2 separate regions of the Mus musculus genome follow, and region 1 is linked to region 2. The links are chromatin contacts, called in public Micro-C maps. All regions are on one chromosome and are shown on one strand. The core of a region is the stretch at or near the end of the contact, and the rest is flanking DNA. Distances in the headings are between cores, read along the strand shown. Region 1 overlaps Dnajc8 (DnaJ heat shock protein family (Hsp40) member C8). Region 2 overlaps C330020E22Rik (RIKEN cDNA C330020E22 gene).

Region 1 (6,518 bases), core at 70-2,569, 3.2 Mb before region 2:
TCCCTCTCCTCCCACCTCCTCACCAGGATACCAACTAGACTACCAAAGCGGTGACCCGTTGCCTACACCAGTTGCAAGTTGCCTTTAAAGGTACAAGGGCGACGCCAGGCGTGGTGGCGCATGCCTTTAATCCCAGCATTCAGGAGGCAGAGGCAGGCGGATTTCTGAGTTCGAGGCCAGTCTGGTCTACAAAGTGAGTTCCAGGACAGTCAGGGCTACACAGAGAAACCCTGTCTCGAAAAGGAAAAAAAAAAAAAGCACAATGGCTACTTCACAAGAGGAAGTTGAGGCTTCAGGATGATGTCATTACTGACTCAAATGCCAAACTTCTCACCCTACCTACCCCACTGGCTCCCTCCACTTTACCTGGACCCAGGGAGCCCTCATTAGCTGTTGGCTGTGCCATGGAATGTGTGGGGTGGTGGCTTTGACTCATGGGACCATAGGAAAAGGAGTGGAGTAGCTCTTTTAGCAACCTTCCAGTGAGGGAAGACTCCCTCACTGTTGCTCGGAACTCCCCTTTCCCACCCTGGGGGACAAGGGGCTGCCCTAGGTAGAGGTCAGACTTGGCTGTGAGACCTCAACTCAGTGCCCAAGTCACCCTCTCTAGCTGGATCACCACAGAGAAAGCTGTTCTAAGCAATGTTATGCACTGGGTGAGGTTCACTGCTGTTCTTCCAGGCCAGTCCATGGCCAAAATGTGGCCAGAAGGAAATGGGACTATTCCTTCTAGAAAATACGATGTCCTCACTGGTACCCACATAGCTGAAGGTGACAAGGAACTCCTGATTCTAGCTCCCTGTGCCCATGCTCCAGGCAAAGCAGAGTATTCCTGGGTATGACCTCACCACCAACCATCTGGGGGGACTTCTCCTGACTTAGTGTCTTCCCCTCACGTCCTCCCCAGCTAGGCCAGCCACTGTTCACTGCTCCTGACTCCTCCTCCCATTGAGAACTGGAGGTGCCCAGCCCACAGGAGCAAGGCTTACTGTTTGTTCTCCATTGCTGCCTCTGTTCACTAGAGATGTCCTCAGACACATTCGCAGGACAAGCACATCCGGGGAACCGGCTTCCTGGACCTTTCACTTAGCAGTTGTAAGGTGTGGTGTCAACACACAAGCTTCCTGCAACTGAGAAGACATACCCTCCTGGAATAAACAGCAGCAGGGCAGCCACTCCCTGGTGTCTCGGAGACTGTGACTACCAGACGTAGGGGAACAAGCACTGTATTTTATCATGCAACTGGATCTGTACAACCCTTACTGAACACCACACTCTCCAGGAAGCACTTGCTGGCTGCCAAGGACAGAAACAAGGGCGTCCAGAATAGCGGGTTCACGAGTCCTCCTCAGCCTCTGCACCTCAGCTGTGAGGCATACAGTGGAGGTCCCCAACTATCTGACTTCCAATCAGCCTGTTTGTGGATGGAGTAAGCTAATTGCTGTGGCTTATTGCTGGCACAGCCTTCTGAGAAGCAACAGGGGCTTGCAGGTGGCTGAACGGAATCACCTCAAGTCCTGTAAATGCCTTTATCCTGTAGGAGGAGCCACTTTGCCAGCCTGGAAAGCTCCGGGAACCGCTCCCTGCCCAGGATACTTCATCAGCTCAAAACACATAGTTCTGCAGTGACCAGAAACTTCCCGCCCTCTGCCTTGCTTTGGGGTTAGGAGTTACTGTAGCTCAAGTGGTTTGGACACGCCCCAGCTGTACCTGGAAGAGTGGTGAACTCAAGCTCCAGCCTCCACCCACAAGGAACAAACTGAAGGTGTGTGCACCCTGCCTTCTGTAGCCATCCCACCTGAACACATCTACAGGCAACACAGAATGCCCTCAGTCACTCACGAGTCACTGTTCTACACCCACCAGGCCCCTCCAACAGGCTGAGCATACCCAGTAAGCCGGATACACATCACATTTCACCCTCAGTGTGCAGCCTCTTACTTAACAGATAAGACATTGACAACACCCATGGCGTTGGTGGCCGCATTAGATCTGTGGTGATTTCCTACAGTGAAATCAATGTTTCCAAATTGTTGATAATGCTGTTAGGATGGAACCCGGGGGCTCCTACACAGCCTTCGGCCTCTGCCATACTTGATATTCCTGTACTTTGCTTTGTGAGTACTGAACCTAGAACTTCACACATGCTAGCAAGCATTCCATCAGAGTATGTCCCCGGCCCTGTGTTCCCATTTTGTAGGTAGACAAGCTAAGGTTTAACAAATTAGTGTAGGGAGCTATGTGCGTCCAGCTGCAAGACACTTGCCTGTCCTTGGAGTCACACCCGAGGAGGAGACCATCAAAGGCTTGGGTATAAAAATTTATTATACGTAAAAGAATATTACCACTAATAAATGCAGACAAGCAAGGACACAACGGGACTGGCTGGAAGATGAATTCTTTGGAAAGTGAACAGGTTTAAGTGGCTGGGAGCCTCGTGCCAAACACCACAGGGCATGAGGGCAACAAGTGACTGCCGTGTGAATCCACAATACCTCTCCTATTGGAGCAAGGGCCTCAAGGATGGCTTCCCAAGGTGGCCCAGGCTGATCTGGAGTCGGGGCAACACCACTGTAAGCAAGACATTTAATTGGAAAAATTCCACAAACTATACATGACCCTTGAGCCACACAATTCAAATATAAAACATTAAGTTAGAGGCGTGGGAAAAGAAGGCGGCATGGGTCCGAAGCTCCTTCAATCCTGGTGGATCCGTGGGGAAAGGACGGGGATGGTGAAACCAAGCCCCTCCTCTCAATGTACAAAGGATTACTCTGATTGATATTAAATTGTATTGACAACAAAATAGACTAAAAAGCAATCGCTACTCTCTGGTGGGGTGGAGGTGGAGAGAGAATGAGTCCGTGAAGCAGGAGGAGCAGCGGGGAGGCTCTGGTCCTGCTGCTCACTCCCGCTGCTCCATCTTGACTTTCGGTGGCCGCAGGAAGGTCCGATTCTTCTTCTCCTTCTTCCCCTTTGTATTTGCCTGGAAATTTCGCCAACTGTCCACTCGACCATCCCGACTTTCCTGAAAGAAAGGTCATTAAGAGTCATTAAGGATCAAGGTAAGGTCATTAATGAGCAAAGGGACCGAGCCTGTCCTGCCACCAACGTCCTCCCATACCAATCCTGATGAGCCCTCTGGGACAGTCCAAGAGCAGAGAGAGCCGAGCCGAGCCTTCTCCCTTCTCTAAGGACCCAGGGAAGTTTCCCAGCATCCTCTCAAAGCATCTTGGAAGAGGATGAGATGGGTGAAGACAACACTGTGAAGCTCTGGGCAGTGTTCTGGGCATCGCTTTCCGTGCTGCTGAACTGCACCTCCAGAACTAGCTTCACGCCGGCCGCCTTTTGTTGAATGTTTTTAAGACAGCATTTCACTATGTAGCCCTAACTGGAGCTTACTATGTAAACCAAGCTGGCCCTGAACTCTGAGATTTGCCTCCGGCTGCCTTCCAACTGCTGGGACAAAACATGTGCCCCACCATGCCTGGTCCCTAGCTTGTCTCTTCTAACCTTTACAGAAAGCTGGCTACAGTGTGCCTTGGACAGGACTGTGCAGCAATGAGGAGCTGACTAGTTCTGAACCACAGAGCTGGCTGGGAGCACAGCCATTTTTTCTTCACCTTGTTCCTGTTGCCCCTCTGACAACTGAGGGGATGTCCCCAAACCAGCTCTTCTCTGGCCACAAAGAACTACCTCATTATCACATGGGCTACTCACTTTCCCTTTCCAAAAGGCTGGGCAGAAACAGAGCCAAAAATTACAGTTAACCAAGCTCTACCCTAAATTCTAACTCCTATAAAAGACCAGATGCAATCCACGACTGGGTTGGACACTTGAAGAGCAATGAACCCAGTTCAGAAGCTACAAGGTGGGCTGGTGTGGTGGCTCATACCTATAATCCCAGCACGGGAGTGGCTGAGGGAAGCAGACCATCAGGGGTTCAAGGACAGACTAAGCTGCGTAGTGACTTCAAGATACCTTGGGCTATAAGGTGAGACTGTCTTAAAACCAAAAAACAAAATGTCAGAAGGCTCTGCAGAAACTGGGTCAGATGAGCCTGACCCCAGTGGTCTGTGTGTCTTTAACTCTGTGGCCTCAGCCCCAGTGTGTGGGAGGCTGACGGGGGAAGATGAGGGGGTCCATGTTCAAGCCAGACTGAAAACTTAGCTCCACTCTCACCTCCCGCCTGCTTTCACAAACTGATCTCAAAGCTAAGCGGGGTGCTTCATGTTACCCTGAAGTCACCTGTGTTAGGCCCATTAGGTAGCTGTGTCTGTCAGTGCCCATGTCGGGGAAAGCTATAAAGGCGAAGCAGCCGACTGCTTCTCCAGTGCCCACTTTCACCCACACACCTACTTCCCTGCCTGCCCCAGGCATCAAGCTTCCTTAGTCTAGAATGACCCACCTCAGCTCCTCGCCTCAGACACTCACCTCAAAGTTTTTCTGCCACTCTCTTTCTCGCTTGGCTTTTTCCTGGGCTTCGATCTCCTCTTCTCTCTGTCGCTTCCTGGGAGGGAAAGCAGAGCAGTCTTTATTTAGGGCTCACAGGAGCTGAGGCCCAGCCAGGGGAGGCCTCATCCTAAAACACGCCGATGACAAAACCCAACCCTAAAATGACATTTCACACAAGCCCAACTAGCAAAATCTAATTACTCAACAACAGAAAACGCACAAGCCAAATCGACCCCAGTGCTTTTTCTTCCCCCTCTCTCCCCTGCTCCCCCGCCCCCTCTCCCCCTCTCTCCCCTGCTCCCCCCGCCCCCCCGCCCCCTCTCCCCCCTCTCCCCTGCTCCCCCCGCCCCTCTCCCCCCTCTCTCCCCTGCTCCCCCGCCCCCTCTCCCCCTCTCTCCCCTGCTCCCCCCGCCCCCTCTCCCCCTCTCTCCCCTGCTCCCCCCGCCCCCTTCTTTCTTGTTTCTCTGTGTAACAGTCATGGCTGCCCCAGGAGACAGGCCTGCCTCTGCCAGGATTGAAGGCCTGCACCACCAGGCTGGGCTTCCTTTTTTGTTGTTCTCTGAAACAGTGTCTCAAGTAATTCAAGCTGGCCCTGAACTTGCTTAATGGCAAGCCAAAAATAGTCTGAACTCCTTTTTTTTTCCTGCCTTCACCTCCCAAGTGCTGGGATTGTGGGCATGTTCCATCATACCTGGCAACCTCCACTCTGTGACAATCAAAGGAAATCACACTTGAGCAGAGTAACACGTTCAAGTTCTTCCATTACAATCCTACCTACTCAACACAACTGCAGCTACATGGCCTAGAAAAGATTCTGGCCTCCAGAGCCTCAACAACTCTACTGCACTCCAGAGAGGAAGGAAACACACTGCACTCCTCAATAAAAAACCGATTCCCTACAGACAGGGGGAGTCAGGGTTTCCCAAAAGTCTACAATGTCTGACTGGCTCAGACAGCCTGGCCTCACGTATGCCAGGCAAGAGCTGCACCACTGAGCTGTGCCCCGGCCTCTCCAGCTTAGTCTCATAAGTGCCCTACAGACTCATCGGGAAATCCGCAGAGACCCAAGCGAGCTGATCTGTGCATCTAAATGGGACTAAGACGGTCATGGAGATAGGCACCTCTCATGCATTTCTTTGGCTTCTCTCTCTTTCCTTTTAATCTCCAGCTCAGCAAACAGCTTCATGGTCTGTTTGTAGACTGCCTGTTTGAACTGTAAGAAAATTAAGGACAAAAGAAAAGTCAACATTTCACATCAACATTGACATGAAGCAATTACATTTAGAGCCCTAAAGACTACAACTGGGCATTTAACTGTCTGCAGGGAGAAGCAATAACAACACTGTCTCCTCAGGGAGAAAAGACGGCTGCCCAGGAGGCCTTTCCTCTCCCAGCCTGCAGATGCTCTGTTAGGACATGGATGCACTTATGCCACCACTTGGGATTTTAAAGGGTGCTCTCTTCTCTAAAACTCCAAGACTAACTTCTACTCTTCTTTCTTTTCCTTCGTTCGTTCGTTTGTTTGTTTGTTTCGGTATTTTTCAAGATAGGGTTTCTCTGTGTAGCCCTGGCTGTCCTGGAACTCACTCTGTAAACCAGGCTGGCCTCGAACTCAGAAATCTGCCTGCCTCTGCCTCCCCAAGTGCTGGGATTAAAGGCGTGCGCCACCACTGCCCAGCTCTACTCTTTTTATAGTATTTTATAATTTTGATTCAGTGGACAGAATGATGAAGCTGAATCCTACACAGTGAACACATGCCCCAAATCACAATCCTATCTAAAGGGACAAAGACGCTAATCACCTGCTCCTAGCTAGGTATGGCAATGTGACTCTAGAGTTTAGTCATTGTACTTATAAAGGACATCTAGGGTACTCTGAGAAGGAGTGGCATCTCTCTATTTCCCCCTGTAGTCTCGTTTAGTCACATGAGCAAGATGATGAGACACCCTAGACTAGGAAGGTGGGAGCCACAGCCAAGACCTTGAAGGACACATGGTGCAGAGCTTCCACCAGCAGCCACCGCCTAGGCCTACTGCACAGGACAAACATGTTCTACCTTGAT
Region 2 (6,461 bases), core at 2,212-4,711:
GGATACAGACTCCAGGATAGCCAGGGCTCCCAAGCAGGAATCCATCTGACAGAACAAAACAAAACAACAACAACAAAAACATAAAAAAGGGCTGGAGAGATGGCTCAGCGGTTAAGAGCACTGACTGCTCTTCCAGAGGTCCTGAGTTCAAATCCCAGCCACCACTTGGTGGCTCACAACCATCCGTAATGGGATCTGATCCCCTCTTCTGGTGTGTCTGAAAACAGCTATAATGTATTTACATACATAAAATAAGTAAATAAATCTTAAAAATAAATAAATAAAAACAACCCAAGCTTTCCTAGAGTATATTCAGCCTTTTAAGTAATTGATGTATTTATTACTGGGTGTTGTGGGTGATTATGTGCCAGCCCACACCTATGAAGTGGACACCAGAGAGCCACTTACAGGACTCAGGGCTCCCCTTCTGGCATACAGGTCCCAGAGATGAACCTCAGGTCGCTGGACTTCGTGGCAGTTGCACTAGCCCCTCAGCTTTTTTCTCTCTGTATAAGATTCTTCATTTTAGTCACTTGAAATCACCCAGTCAATGCAATTTTGCAGCCTGGTCTTTTTCATTAGAATTTGCAGAGGTAGGCAAATTACAACCCACAGGCCAGAGTTGGCTCTCTGCCCCATATTGTGTTCTTGTAACCTCAAATTGGTTTTTAAACTTTAAACGGCTGAAACAAATCGAAAGAGCAGTAATACTTTCAGACGTGTGAAAAACGACATCAAATTCCGACGTTAAGTCTCCGTAAGTGGTCAGCACTCCTGCGTTTGCTTATCTATTATCAAGGAGGCTAAATTGCCTTGAGAAGTCCAAAATTCTATTTATCTTTTACAGAAAAAAGTTTGCTAGCTTTGCAATATTACATTGTCATCGTGTGTGTGTGTGTGTGTGTGTGTGTGTGTGGTGTGTGTGTGTGTGTGTGTTTGTGTGTTGATGGTCTTGTGTGGCAGGCAGAGAAGTTAACTTCAGATACCATTCCCCAGAAGCGATCCACCTTCATTGTTTTGTCTTAAAATACATTATTTATTCTTCAAGCATTTCATATATATATCTGATTTGTCTTCCAGATCTCGCTCTTCATGTCTCCCTCCCAACTTCACATCATTATCATCACCGTCATCACCTTCATCACCGTCATCATCATCATCATCATTTGAGCTCATTGACACTACCTTTTTTTTTTTTGGTTGTTGTTTTGTTTTTTTCAAGATAGGGTTTCTCGGGCTGGTGAGATGGCTCAGTGGGTAAGAGACTGCTCTTCTGTTTTGTTTGTTTGTTTGTTTGTTTTTTTGAGACAGGGTTTCTCTGTGTAGCCCTGGCTGTCCTGGAACTCACTCTGTAGACCAGGCTGGCCTCAAACTCAGAAATCCGTCTGCCTCTGCCTCCCAAGTGCTAGGATTAAAGGCATGCGCCACCACGCCCGGCGAGACTGCTCTTCTGAAGGTCCGGAGTTCAAATCCCAGCAACCACATGGTGGCTCACAACCATCCGTAACGAGATCTGACTCCCTCTTCTGGAGTGTCTGAAGACAGCTACATATATGTACTTACATATAATAAATAAATAAATCTTAAAAAAAAAGAAATACTATTAAAGAAAATAAGATAGGGTTTCTCCATGTAGTCCTGGCTATTCTGTAACTTGCTCTGTAGATCAAGCTGGCCTCAGACTCACAGAGATCCACCTGCCTCTAGGTTTAAAGGAGAGAACCACCAGCTCCCGGCTTTACCTTTGTCTCTTGAGACAGAGTCTCCTGGGGCCTGCAGCTCACCAAGTAGACTAGGCTATGCCCAGGAAGCCCCAGGACTCCTTTGACACCAGGCTGGAGTCTGGGATCCAGTTCAGCCCCTGAAGCTTTCACTGCAAGTACTTTCCAGTCTGAGCTATCTTCCCAGCCGGTCACAGCTTTAAACTGACTGCTCAATCCATGTCTGAAAATGTCATGGGATACGAAGATTGAACACCTACATGCTTTGCCCTCAGGAGGCTAAGGCAGGAAAATTGCTTGGAGTTTGGAGCCAATCTGGACTACGCAGAAAGTTCCAAGACCTCCTCTCAAAGGAAGCAACAACAGCCAGAAATGCTATGAAGTGCTCATCAGAGGCCACTTATTAATGAATTTCTTCCAAATGATTCAAAAGGGGAAGGGAAGAGGAAAAAATAAAGGTTTCCAGATGTGCCTGACTTTAGGTATCCCCTGAAATTATTACCAACCAGTGGAAAATACACCTTTTCATTAGTCATTTAAAGGAAACAGGAAATTGTGGTGCCGTGTTTGCCTACTGTTTACAGAGTTCTCATTGCATGTATGTATGTACACATACACATATGCACACATGCACACACGCCCACACACACACATGCCCCTCCATGCACACAAACGCACACTTATGTGTGCACATGCGCGCACACACACACATGCATACACACACACTGGTCTACTGAGCAATTTCCAGGGCCACTCAGAGAAACCCCATCTGTGGGCCAGGGGGTAGGGACCGGTCAGGGTGAGGAGGTGGAAGGCTTAAGGCCACCACCGGCCTTTAGTTTGTTGGCAGGCTAGCCATGGTAGTAAGACTGCATGTACCTCAGGGGTGGGGGTGGGGGTCAGGGATGGAGACATGACTCCATACCATCATGAGGACTGAGTTTGACTCCCCAGGACTCACTTAGAAGGTGAATTCTGAGATTATCTGTAATCCTGGGGCTGGGGTGGGAATGGATGGCTCTCTGGAGCTCACTGGCTATTAACGGAGCTCCAAGTTCAGTAAAAGCTACTATTCAAAAAATAAGGTGTGTGTGTGTGTGTGTGTGTGTGTGTGTGTGTGTGTGGTGGGTAGGAGAGAGAGAGAACTCACTGCACTGCTGCTCTTCTAGAGGACCTGCGTTGAATTCCCAGCACCCACGTGGTGGCTCACAACCATCTGTAACTACAGTCCCAGGGGATCCAACACCCTCTTTTGGTGTCCAAAGGCATCAATACACAGAGAAAACAGTCATACATATAAATAAATAAAATTAACTTTTTTAAAAGGTAGAAAGCAACTGAACAAGACACCGGAAGTCAACCTCTGGCCTCGGGAAATCCCAGAGATCCGCTTGCCTCTGTCTCAGGAGTGCTTGGACTACAGGCCTGTGCCAACACCGCCTGGCTAAGAAAGCAGGTTTTGGGATCATTAAAGTATTTTGGGAGAAGCTGGGCGTGGTGGAGCACACCTTTAATCCCAGCACTCGGGAGGCAGAGGCAGGCAGATTTCTGAGTTCGAGGCCAGCCTGGTCTACAAAATGAGTTCCAGGACAGCCAGGGCTACACAGAGAAACCCTGTCTTGAAAAACAAAACAAACAAACAAGCCCAAAAAACAAGACTAAGAGCCCCTAACAATAGCACATTTGCATAGCGAGTTCCAGCAATGGTCAGGGTGGGTCCGGGTGACTTTCTTTGAATGAACACTCCTTGCACCCAGGAAGCAAGTGGGTGGAGGAATGTCACTATGTTTTATGATTAGCATACCTTGGAGCATTGAGTCACAGAGGTCACATTCTCAAGCCTGGGCCTAAAGGCCTAGAATTTTGCTTTTAGGTTATACTTTTTCAACTTGATTGCTCAGGCCGTTCTCAAACTCTTTGTTCAAGCGATCTATCCCTCTGCCGTAGCCTCCTGAGTACAGGGGATTTACAGGTAAGGGGACCATACCCAAAACACTGCCGCTTGATCCTAAATGGGGTTTGCTCAATAGTTGGCTGTATGAGGGATGCTGGGGCACAGCAGGCGAGCGCTGCCACGGTAGTTTTATATTGCTTATCAAGGGCGCTAACACAGAACACAGCACAATCTGAGTACTTGCACTCAACACTAAATCAGCTAAGCATGCTGCCTGAACGAACCCAATCAAACCTGACCCAGGGATGGAGCTTGTAAAGTCTAGAGAAACAAAAGCTTAGCACATTTCCTCGACCCTACCAGCCAAGCTTTCGGCAAAGTCTTGTCAGCGGCCGATTAATAAAGTTTTCTGCATAGTGTCTGGGCTACCGTTACTCTGTGATGGTGACTTATAGTAGACAGTTATTGGCTCTACAATAAGAGAATGTTAGGCTGTAATGTCCACAGCCTCTCAACGTGGAACGGTGCTCCAGACCAAAGGTTAAACTAATGCTTTAAAAAAAGTTCTCACCGGGCAGTGGTGGCGCATGCCTTTAATCCCAGCACTTGGGAGGCAGAGGCAGGCGGATTTCTGAGTTCAAGGCCAGCCTGGTCTACAGAGTGAGTTCCAGGACAGCCAGGACTACACAGGGAAACCCTGTCTCAAAGAAAACGGGGGGAAAAATAAAGTTCTCACTATGTAGCCCTGGCTAGCCTAGAATTCACTTTCTAAAGCAGGCTGGTCTTGAATTCACAGAGCTTTGCCTGTTTCTGCCTCTCCCATCCTGGAATTAAAGCTAGTGCCACCACTCCTGACTTTTCTTTCTTGATTTATTTACTTATTTGTTTGTGCTTGGGGAACAGTGCTCACACCACAGCAAACTTGAAAAAGTCAGAGCACACACTGTGGAAAACAGTCCTTTTCTTCCACTACGTGGGTCCTGGGAATGCTGACTGCTTTTATGTCGACCTGACACAATCTAGAATCATCAGAGAGGAGGGAGCCTCAGTTGAGAAAATGCCTCCGTAAGATTGTAGGGACCCTTATAAGGTGTGGGACATTTTTCCCAAGTGACATAAGAAGGAGGGCCCAGCCTATTGTGGGTGGGGCTATCACGAACTGGTAGGCCTGGGTCCTATAAGAAAGCAATGTGAACATTTTTGTTGATGTTGTTGTTTTGTTTTTCAAGACAGGGGTTCTCTGTAGCTCTGGTTGTCCTGGAACTCACTCTGTAGACCATGCTGACCTTGAACTCAGACTTCCTCCTGCCTCTGCCTCCTGAGTGCTAGGATTAAAGCCTGGGCCACCATTCCCTGGCTCTAAAATTTTATTATTAAATGAGATTGTCAGGATGGTGCAGCAGCTAAAGGTATTTGCCTGATGACCTGGGTTCCATCCCAGGCCAGCAAGAAACTGTTTTTCAAAGGTCAGACTTAGATGCTGGGCATGGTGGCACAAACCTTAGCCCCAGCACTCAGGCGGCAGAGGTGGGTAGATCTCTGTGAGTTGGAGGCCATCTTAGTCTCCAGAGTGAGACTTCGTCTCAAAAAGCAAACATTAAAGTGGGGGCTGGAGAGAAAGCTCAGCTGTTAAGAACACTGATTGCTCTGCCAGAGGACAGAGGTTTGGTGCCCAGCACCTACATAGTGGCTCACAATCATCTCCAGCTTCAGGTTCAGGGGATCTCATTCCATTTGCTCTCCCTGAGCTCCAGCCACTCACATGGCACACATGCACACCAGCAGGAAAAAACTCAGACCCATAAAATAAGTAATCTTTTAAAAAGATCAAAGTGGATGACTCCTGACAAAGGGCATCTGAGACAGACCTCTAGCTTACACACACACATACACACACACACACCTTTAGCTTACAAACACACACACGTGCACATGCACACATGCACAAAGATGCATATACATATGTATGTACTCACACACATACACTTATGCACACATACATACTGTCTTAGTTAGGTTTTCATTGCTGTGAACAGACACCATGACCAAGGCAACTCTCATAAAGACAACATTTAATTGGGGCTGGCTTACACATTCAGAGGTTTAGTTCACTACCATCAAGGCAGGAACATGGCAGCATCCAGGCAGGCATGGTGCAGGAGAAGCTGAGAGTTCTACATATTCATCTGAAGGCTGCTAGTGGAAGACTGACTTCTAGGCAGCTAGGGTGAGGGTATTAAGCCCATTTTCACTGTGACACACCCACTCCAATAAGGCCACACCTCTTAATAGTGCCACTTCCTGGGCCAAGCAAGTACAAACCATCACAAATACATGTATACATGCACACACATATGCACAAATACATTCATACACATGTACACACACACACATATATACATACACACACATATACATATTTTACTTTATCTATTTATTGCTTTGTTTTGAGAGGTCGTCTCTCATACCATGCAACTCTGGTTAGCCTGGAACTCACAGAGCTCTTCATACCTTTGCCTCCTGATGCTGGGATTAAAGGCATACAACAGCATATCCCATCCCACTCTAATTGTGTGTGTGTGTGTATATACATACATACATACATACGTGTATGTGTATGTGCCTATATACACACATAAACATGTTTGTTGAGACAGGAGGTCTCTTGGCTAAACTACAACTCACTTTGTAGACCTGGCTGTCCTCCAACTCACAGAGATCCACTCTGCCTCCTGAGTGCTGGCATGAAGGCTTGTGTCACTATTCCAGTTCCTAATGTCTGGCCATATTTTAAAAGAAAAAAAATGAAGCTTAAGAGCTGGCTGAGGGGCTGGAGAGATGGCTCA

Evidence for each region. Hi-C and Micro-C count contacts between places; a contact is called where the count stands out from the background.
Region 1: a Micro-C map of embryonic stem cells shows a contact between it and region 2, with 38 times the contacts expected there. The contact joins two enhancer-like sites. A contact is called at or near these places in 5 of 484 Hi-C or Micro-C datasets (the G1E-ER4 cell line and embryonic stem cells).

Annotation. Positions count from the first base shown.
Region 1 is chr4:132,549,527-132,556,044 of GRCm38.p6, reverse strand. It overlaps Dnajc8 (DnaJ heat shock protein family (Hsp40) member C8), which reads right to left. Exons shown (of 9, transcript NM_172400.3): 7 at 5,577-5,668; 8 at 4,435-4,510; 9 at 2,303-3,028. The coding sequence ends at 2,906. Among named protein-coding and RNA genes, the nearest start is that of Gm24762, 5.6 kb to the right of the region's middle. Within about 2 kb of position 1,319, at least 67 of the 459 cell types and tissues checked have an H3K27ac peak or open chromatin away from gene starts, as enhancers often do. A contact at or near this core is called in embryonic stem cells, where this site is marked.
Region 2 is chr4:129,398,296-129,404,756 of GRCm38.p6, reverse strand. It overlaps C330020E22Rik (RIKEN cDNA C330020E22 gene), which reads right to left. Exons shown (of 3, transcript NR_151530.1): 3 at 5,671-6,461. Among named protein-coding and RNA genes, the nearest start is that of C330020E22Rik, 19 kb to the right of the region's middle. Within about 2 kb of position 3,461, at least 8 of the 459 cell types and tissues checked have an H3K27ac peak or open chromatin away from gene starts, as enhancers often do. A contact at or near this core is called in embryonic stem cells, where this site is marked.